Regions from separate parts of the Sus scrofa genome. Here region 1 is linked to region 2. Evidence: chromatin contacts called from public Hi-C data. All regions are on one chromosome and are shown on one strand. Each heading gives the region's core, a stretch centred on a gene start, on an enhancer-like site or on the middle of the called end of the contact. The rest is flanking DNA. Distances are from core to core; before and after follow the strand shown.

The links. Hi-C and Micro-C count contacts between places; a contact is called where the count stands out from the background.
Region 1: a contact with region 2 is called in a Hi-C map of embryonic fibroblasts, with 3 times the contacts expected there. The contact joins two enhancer-like sites. A contact is called at or near these places in 2 of 47 Hi-C or Micro-C datasets (embryonic fibroblasts and skeletal muscle) and 1 of 2 datasets of contacts at active chromatin or transcription factors (skeletal muscle).

Annotation. Positions count from the first base shown.
Region 1 is chr2:49,708,582-49,711,928 of Sscrofa11.1, forward strand. No RefSeq gene overlaps it. Among named protein-coding and RNA genes, the nearest start is that of SWAP70, 95 kb to the right of the region's middle. Within about 2 kb of position 1,575, at least 47 of the 83 cell types and tissues checked have an H3K27ac peak or open chromatin away from gene starts, as enhancers often do. A contact at or near this core is called in embryonic fibroblasts, where this site is marked.
Region 2 is chr2:49,151,155-49,154,929 of Sscrofa11.1, forward strand. No RefSeq gene overlaps it. Among named protein-coding and RNA genes, the nearest start is that of AMPD3, 68 kb to the left of the region's middle. Within about 2 kb of position 1,722, at least 8 of the 83 cell types and tissues checked have an H3K27ac peak or open chromatin away from gene starts, as enhancers often do. A contact at or near this core is called in embryonic fibroblasts, where this site is marked.

The DNA.
Region 1 (3,347 bases), core at 325-2,824, 560 kb after region 2:
AGCTCAAGCCTTGGACATTTCCAGAGAACAGAGCCACCCACCAGCTCTCGCCTCACACTTCAGCCCTGGCTGCGGAAAGCTGGGGCCTCTTCTGTTAATTTTCTCCAGCTCCTCCGAGGCTGGGCCCTGGGCCCAGTGAAGTCACGGTCTGGGAGGCAGCCCTGGCTCCCTGCCCGCCCACGGAGGCTATATTTGGAGCAAGACAACTCCCTGCAGACACAGACTTGGGACCCACCCTGCAATGCTGCTGCCCCAACCAATTTTACCGAGTCTCCAAGCAGGGTGGGTGTCACTCATATTTTCACTTGTTTGCTCATTCATGAATTTGGTCACTCATTGCTCTAGTCTTCAAAACAACTGGATTGACACCTCCACCCCCGACATATGGGGGGGGGGCACGTCCACGTGCTTGTATGATATCCGTGTCTAAGTAGGAAAGGCAGAACATACTCTGGGGGGCCCTCGCTCTCGGTCCAATGGTGCTGGTGACTCAGGATTAGGTGCGTGTGGGTCTGTGGGTACCTGTGTGCGAGCAGGCACGTGCTCTCTGAGGAGGCAGCTGTGACTCAGCCACACGGCGTCGGTGCGTACCTGTGTGGATGTGCCTGTGTGCAGGCACCAGCAGTGGCGCTTGCCCCCAGGGGGTGGGGGAAGTGGTTGGGACTGACTCAGCTGCATCTGGTGACTGGGCGCCCGCAGGCCAGCTGTGACTTTATAGCCTTGCTCACTTGCCAAGCCAAACAGCCAGTGTTGGGTGCAAATATTCTACAGAGTGTGTGGGGAAGAGGTCCTGAGCAGGAGACTCAGCAGCCTGATTGCAGCCCTGTCTGCCCCTGCCGCTCCCCCCGCCCCGCCTGCACCTCCACTGCAAGTAGGGCCTCCCCCTCCCCTTCCCCAATCTCAACCCCTCTGGCCTGGTTTCCTGGAGGCTGGGAGGTCGCGCCTCATATTGACTCCTCTGTCATCTCCACCAGTCCCAGGTTGGCACACATTGGGTACAAGCCTTGTACCCAGCGCGGCAAGGCTGCCAGTCCCACCCATTTTCCTACCGCACAAAAACCCTTCTGTTTCCACCATGATTGCCTCGTTCTCCAACATGTGAGCCCAGCCCGTAGCCTCAGCAAGCACAACCGGGAACCTCTGCTGACCTCCTGGGCTCCAGCCCGGTCTGCTGCCCTGCCCCGTCCCCGCCCGCCCCGTCCCCGCCCCCATCTCCCCTTCGGTGTTTCTTGCCCCATCTATGCCTGTCTCCTTATCTGTCCCAGGGTCTATCTTTGTCTCTTCTCCAGGCTGTCTGTCTGCAGCGGAGGCTTCACAAGAGCAGAGGTGCTGACAGAGAGGGGGTGTGGGGAGGACACTCCGTGTCCCCTTTTTGAGCCTTATCTGGAAAACGAAGTTACTGCTCAGGGCTCAGGCTGGAATTTCGCCCCGGATGACCTTGCTCAGTTTGCTGGGGCCTCCCCGGGGACGGCTGGGGTCAGGCCAAGCAGGAAACAGGCCCCTGCTTGTTGGCTGCTCCTCCTCCCTCCTCACCCACTCTCGCCCCAACCCGCAGCCTCCAGCCGAGCGAGTCCGCAGAGGGCAGAGGGCCGCCCCTTTCCAAGGCACTTACAGAAACAGGGCTCAGGCTGTGCGCACCAACCCCTCCGGGGGAAGGGGAGCGGGGGAGGGGCGGGCCACGGCCAACCCGCCTCCTGGCGCCAGCAAGGGCCCCACGAGGAAACCCCCAGGAGCTAAGGAGGAACAGAGGGCTTCCCACCCTCGCCCCCCATGGCCCCAGGCCGGCCTGTACTTGCCCGCACATGTGTGAGCTGGGAATGACTAGTCGGGACATCTGGGTTTCGTCCTAGATGCTTCGTGACCTGTGTCCCCTTGGGCAACTGCCTACTCTCCACTCTCCCGGCCTCACCTTCCTCATCAGTAAAACAGGAAAGCAGCGCCAAGGTTCCCGGTGGCTGGAGATAAAATGAGTGGGCGGCAGTGCACGGGTGAGCCCCAGCTTGGGGGCTTCCTTCCGCCCTCAGCAGGACGACCCGCTGCCCCCTCTCCAGCCGGTGCAAGAGGATGCAACCTAGGCAACGACCCTTCCCCGCCCACCAGGACCGCTGGCTGGAGACCGCCTCGCCTGGGTCCGCGGCACACGCCTGCCCCCTGGCGGCCTCGCCGTCGCTGCTCCTGGCACGAGGGCATGCCCAAAGGGGGGCCTCCTGGGTCTGGGCTGCTCAAGGACCTGGCCCGGCGGGGAGGTTACAGCTCAGGATTTTTTTTTTTTTTTTCTCCTTGCATTCCTGCTTTTCCTCCATTTTTCCACATTGGGTAGGTATTTGCGATAAGAAAACCCCCCACAAACATCACTTCTTTTTTAAAATCACATGGAGTCTGTGGGAATTCTGGAAGTCCTGGGTTTTCTAGTATCTTCATTTACATGAGGTCTTCCAGGGTTGACTGGAAGAAAGGAGACAAGGACTTGTTGCATTGGGGTTGCTGGTCTACCCTCCACATATGCTGGGATTAACTTTAAGAAGAAAGGGAGGAGTGCCTGTGGTGGGTCAGCAGAAGCAAATCTGACTAGCATCCATGAGGTTGCGGGTTCAATCCCTGGCCTTGCTCAGTGGGTTAAAGATCCGGCATCACCATGAGCTGTGGTGTAGGGCACAGACTCAGCTCAGATCTAACTTTGCTGTGGCTGTGGTGTAGGCCAGTGGCTACAGCTCCGATTCAACCTGTAGCCTGGGATCCTCCATAGGCTGCTAGTGCAGCCCTGAAAGGAACAAAAAAAAAAAAAAAAAAAAAAAGGAGAAAGAAAGGGAAACATGTCTTCAGTCTCTGGCTAGGGTGGGCTAAATGCCTGGAAGAGGAAAGCTGTGGGCTGCTCAGTCAGTCTCTGATGGTGCCTGGGGGGTTGACTAGGGATATATTTGAGAACAGGGATTTATTTCAGAAAGGTGTCACTAACAAGCCAGCGTTTACTAAAGACTTACAGCTGTGAGGAGGCCTCCTGCCCTTCCCAAGCCCTGGGCTAAGCCGTTGGGAGAGTTCATCAGACCTGAAGCACCAGTAGGAGGCACCCCCGACTGATGTTGAGGTGGAATCTGCAAGACCACCACATGTGACCATGGGGGCAGAAGCCAGAGCCCTAGAGTGGAGAACAGCTCTGGCCACCACAGCAGAAAAGCTATAATGGCCACCAAGGAAGCCACAAGATCCCTGAGGGGAAAGCAGAGTCTGGGGGGTCCTTGGGGGTCTCCTGGGAGGTGGCTGTCCCAGGCCCTTGGGATCTACTTTGCAGCCAGTGGCTGGTGTGACTGGGAAAGTGGGAGGCTGGCTGGGGGGAGCCTTCATCCTGG
Region 2 (3,775 bases), core at 472-2,971:
TAGGGCTGCACCCGTGGCATATGGAGGTTCCCGGGTTAGGGGTCAAATTGGAGCTGTCGCTGCTGGCCTACACCACAGCCACAGCAACACCAGATCCAAGCCACATCTACAACCTATGCCACAGCTCATGGCAACGCCAGATCCTTAACACACTGAGCAAGGCCAGGGATCAAACCTGCGTCCTCATGGATGCTATCAGATTTGTTTCCACTGGGCCACAATGGGAACTTCGAAATCCTCTTTTTAAAGATAATCCTTTATTTTTATAAAAATGATAATTTTCATTTGTTGTATCTTCTTTATTGAAGTATAGTTGATTTACAATGTTTCAGGTATACAGCAAAGTGATTCAGATATATATATGTGTGTGGATATATATATATATCCTTTATGCCTGTGAGTTTATTTCCATCTTGTAAATAAGCTCATGTGTATCATATTTTAGACCACACATATAAGTGATATCATACTTGTCTTTCAGTCGGACTTACTTCACATGGTATGACAATCTCTAGATCCATCCATGTTGCTGCAAATGGCAGATATTTATTTATTTATTTGTTTGTTTGTTTTAAAGCTGAAATGTTATTAGAAATATGGCAGATATATATTTATTATAACCAATTCAAACAACAGTGAAAAGCACAAAGAAGTTAGTCAAAAATCTTCAAAATCTGGGGTTCCCATCATGGCTCAGCGGTTAACAAATCCAACTAGGAACCATAAGGTTGCAGGTTCAATCCCTGGCCTCTCTCAGTGGGTTAACGATCTGGCATTGCCGTGAGCTGTTGTATAGGTTGCAGATGTGGCTCGGATCCCACATGGCTGTAGCTGTGGCGTAGGCCAGTAACTGCAGCTCAGATTTGGCCCCTAGCCTGGGAACCTCCATATGCCACTGGTGCCGCCCTAGAAAAGACATAAAAGACCAAAAAAAATTTTTTTCAAAATTCCATAACCTCCAAATAATAAAAATAATCATGGCTAACACAAATAAACACCACTGCAGATATTTCTCTGTTTATATGTGCATTGAGAAGGATAGATAGGAAGGTAACTAAAAAGGGAGAGTGGCTGGATGGACAGATGCACAAAAGGACAGATGGATGAATGGATGGATAGGTGGATGGATATGAAGAAATAGTTAAAAAGAGATCACTCTTGGAGTTCCCTTCGTGGTGCTGCAGAAACAAACCCTACTAGAATCCATGAAGATGGAGGTTCCATACCTGGCCTCGCTCAGTGAGTCAAAGATCCAGCATTGCCACGGGCTGTGGTGTAGGTCGCAGGTGCGGCTTGGATCCCGTGTTGCTATGGCTGTGGCGTAGGCCGGCAGCTTTGGATCAGATTCGACTCCTAGCTTAGGAAACTGCATATGCAGAGGGTGCAGCCCTAAAAAGAAAAGGAAAAAAAGGGATCACTCTCCACATACTGCTTGGTCAAAGGTATAAAACACTGAAGTAAAGCTAATGGAATTGCTTAACTTTGTTTATTCTCCGCAAGAGATATTATTTCTCAAAGATACCTCTAAGGTTAAGAAAACATATTATGAAACATATTAAGAGACTGGAATCACTATGTGTTTTTTTAAAATACAGTCCATTTTAGACCGTATCAATTGACTGGAGGCTATGAGAGGTAAGGAAATTAACACCCTTATGCTTCCTCTCACTCCCCCTCCTCCCACTTCCCGAATATTATGAGTAATACTGTTTTCTTTTTCTATTTTTGCCTCTTAATGTGAGTCATTGTCAGTGCATACTATCAGGATTAAATGGTGCATGTAATGGAGCAATGTGATGACATGGATTTCTACTACAGACAACAAAAAATGACCATAAAAGAGAAAAATTAAATTTTTTTTATTTGCCTACATCAGTTCAATAATAACTTCAACCATTTACGTGAACCACTGACCTTCTGTGCCCAATTACTCTGTATCACAAGAGTAATGATATGTGATTATATTCAAAAGTCAGATTTTTTTAAATAATAATAAAAGTAAATACAGGGTCAAACTGGATTACCTCTAAGTCTTTTGCAAACTATGGCTTTGTCTGGAGGAATCCCCATCGGGAGCTCAGAGAAGACTTGTCCTGTCTCAGAGCAGAGAGGGTCTTGAAAATATTAACCATCTCTAACATTATCCAGCATTTACTGACCGCTAAGTACAGGGTTAAGAACTTCTCATGTATTGGCTCTTTCAATCTCCTCACATTCTGATGAAGGTTGTTCTGTATTCTTTCTTAACTTTAAAAGTGAGGAAACTGGGAGTTCCTGTTATGGCACAGCGGAAGTGAATCCAACTAGTATCCATGAGGATGCGGGTTTGATCGCTGGCCTCACTCAATGGGTCAGCAATCTGGGGTTGCTGTGAGGTGTGGTGTAGGTCGCAGATGCGGCTCGGATCTGGCATTTCTGTGGCTGTCGCATAGGCTGGCAGCTGTAGCTCCAATTTGACCCCTAGCCTGTGAACTACCATATGCGGTGGGTGTGATCCTAAGGAGCAAAAAAAAAAAAAGAAAAGAAAAGTGAGGAAACTGAGGCAGAGTTGCTAAGTAATGCTAAAGATCTCATAACCAGTGAATAACAGACCCTAGGTTGAAATGCTCTTCAAGGTCAGTAGCAGAGCTGGAATTTGAAAACTTTCTCCATCTCCATAACTTACTAGCTGTGTGACCTTGGGCTAATCACTCATCCTCTCTGGGCCATAGTGTCTTCTATAAACTAGGGACTAATAAGGACTCCCCTGCCTATCACCCGGGGTGTCACGGGGGATCAAGGGAGCAGGGCCTGGAAAACAGCTTCGTGACACAGCGTGACCACCTTCTTCCCTGCAGAACTCAGCATGGCACGCAGCCGGTGGCCTTGGTCAGGGCTCAGTCAGGAATCAGCCTCTGCTGATGAGAAAAACATTACCACGAAGCCACAAAAACATAACAGTCCTCCTGCCAGAAGACAGTTAGATGGTGTAGGCGGAGAGTTTCGATGGCCGTGAACACTTTGCAAAGTTCACGTTCAGGGTGAATTCCAGCAGGACACTATTTGTTCACTGGGTTCACTGTCAAACTACTATCTGACAGAAGGCATTACATGGAGAGAATGTCAAGAGGGCTCCTGGCTATGGTTTCCACAGCCTTGAGCCGTATCTTTTCCTTGGACCCTGAGCACTAGTCCTCCCCTAGAACAGACACACTGGGCCCTGACCAAGCCACCAATCGGCCTCTCCGGAAGTGAAACCTGAAAGGTGAGGACCAGAGAAAGGCCCTTTCAAAACCCCGAGCAGAATGAAGAAGGAGGTCACCAGGCCAGCTTTCTGAGCCCGGGAGGCCCTGGGAGGCCCAGAGAGCTGACTTCTGGCCCTGATTCAAAACCATGACCTTGGGCAAGTCCCTTCTCCTCACAGGGGTTTTGTTTTTCTATCTGTAACACAAAGGCTTCCTGGACGCTCTCCCAGGGACCTTCTAACTCTGCCCTCATGCTGGCTATTCTGGGGAGAGGTGCGCGGATATGACTAGCTGTGATTTATCTGGGAGATTTCCAGAGAGAGGGGAATCAAGCAAGAATCTGGAGACCACAGACCATGATAAAGGGCATTTTGGAGCTCCCATCGTGGTTCAGTGGTTAACGGATCCGACTAGGAACCATGAGGTTGCGGGTTCGATCCCTGGCCTTGCTCAGTGGGTTAAGGATCTGACGTTGCCGTGAGCTGTGGTGTAGGTTGCAGACGCGGCTGGGATCCCCCGTTGCAGAAGCGGCCCTAGAAGTGGAAAAAAGA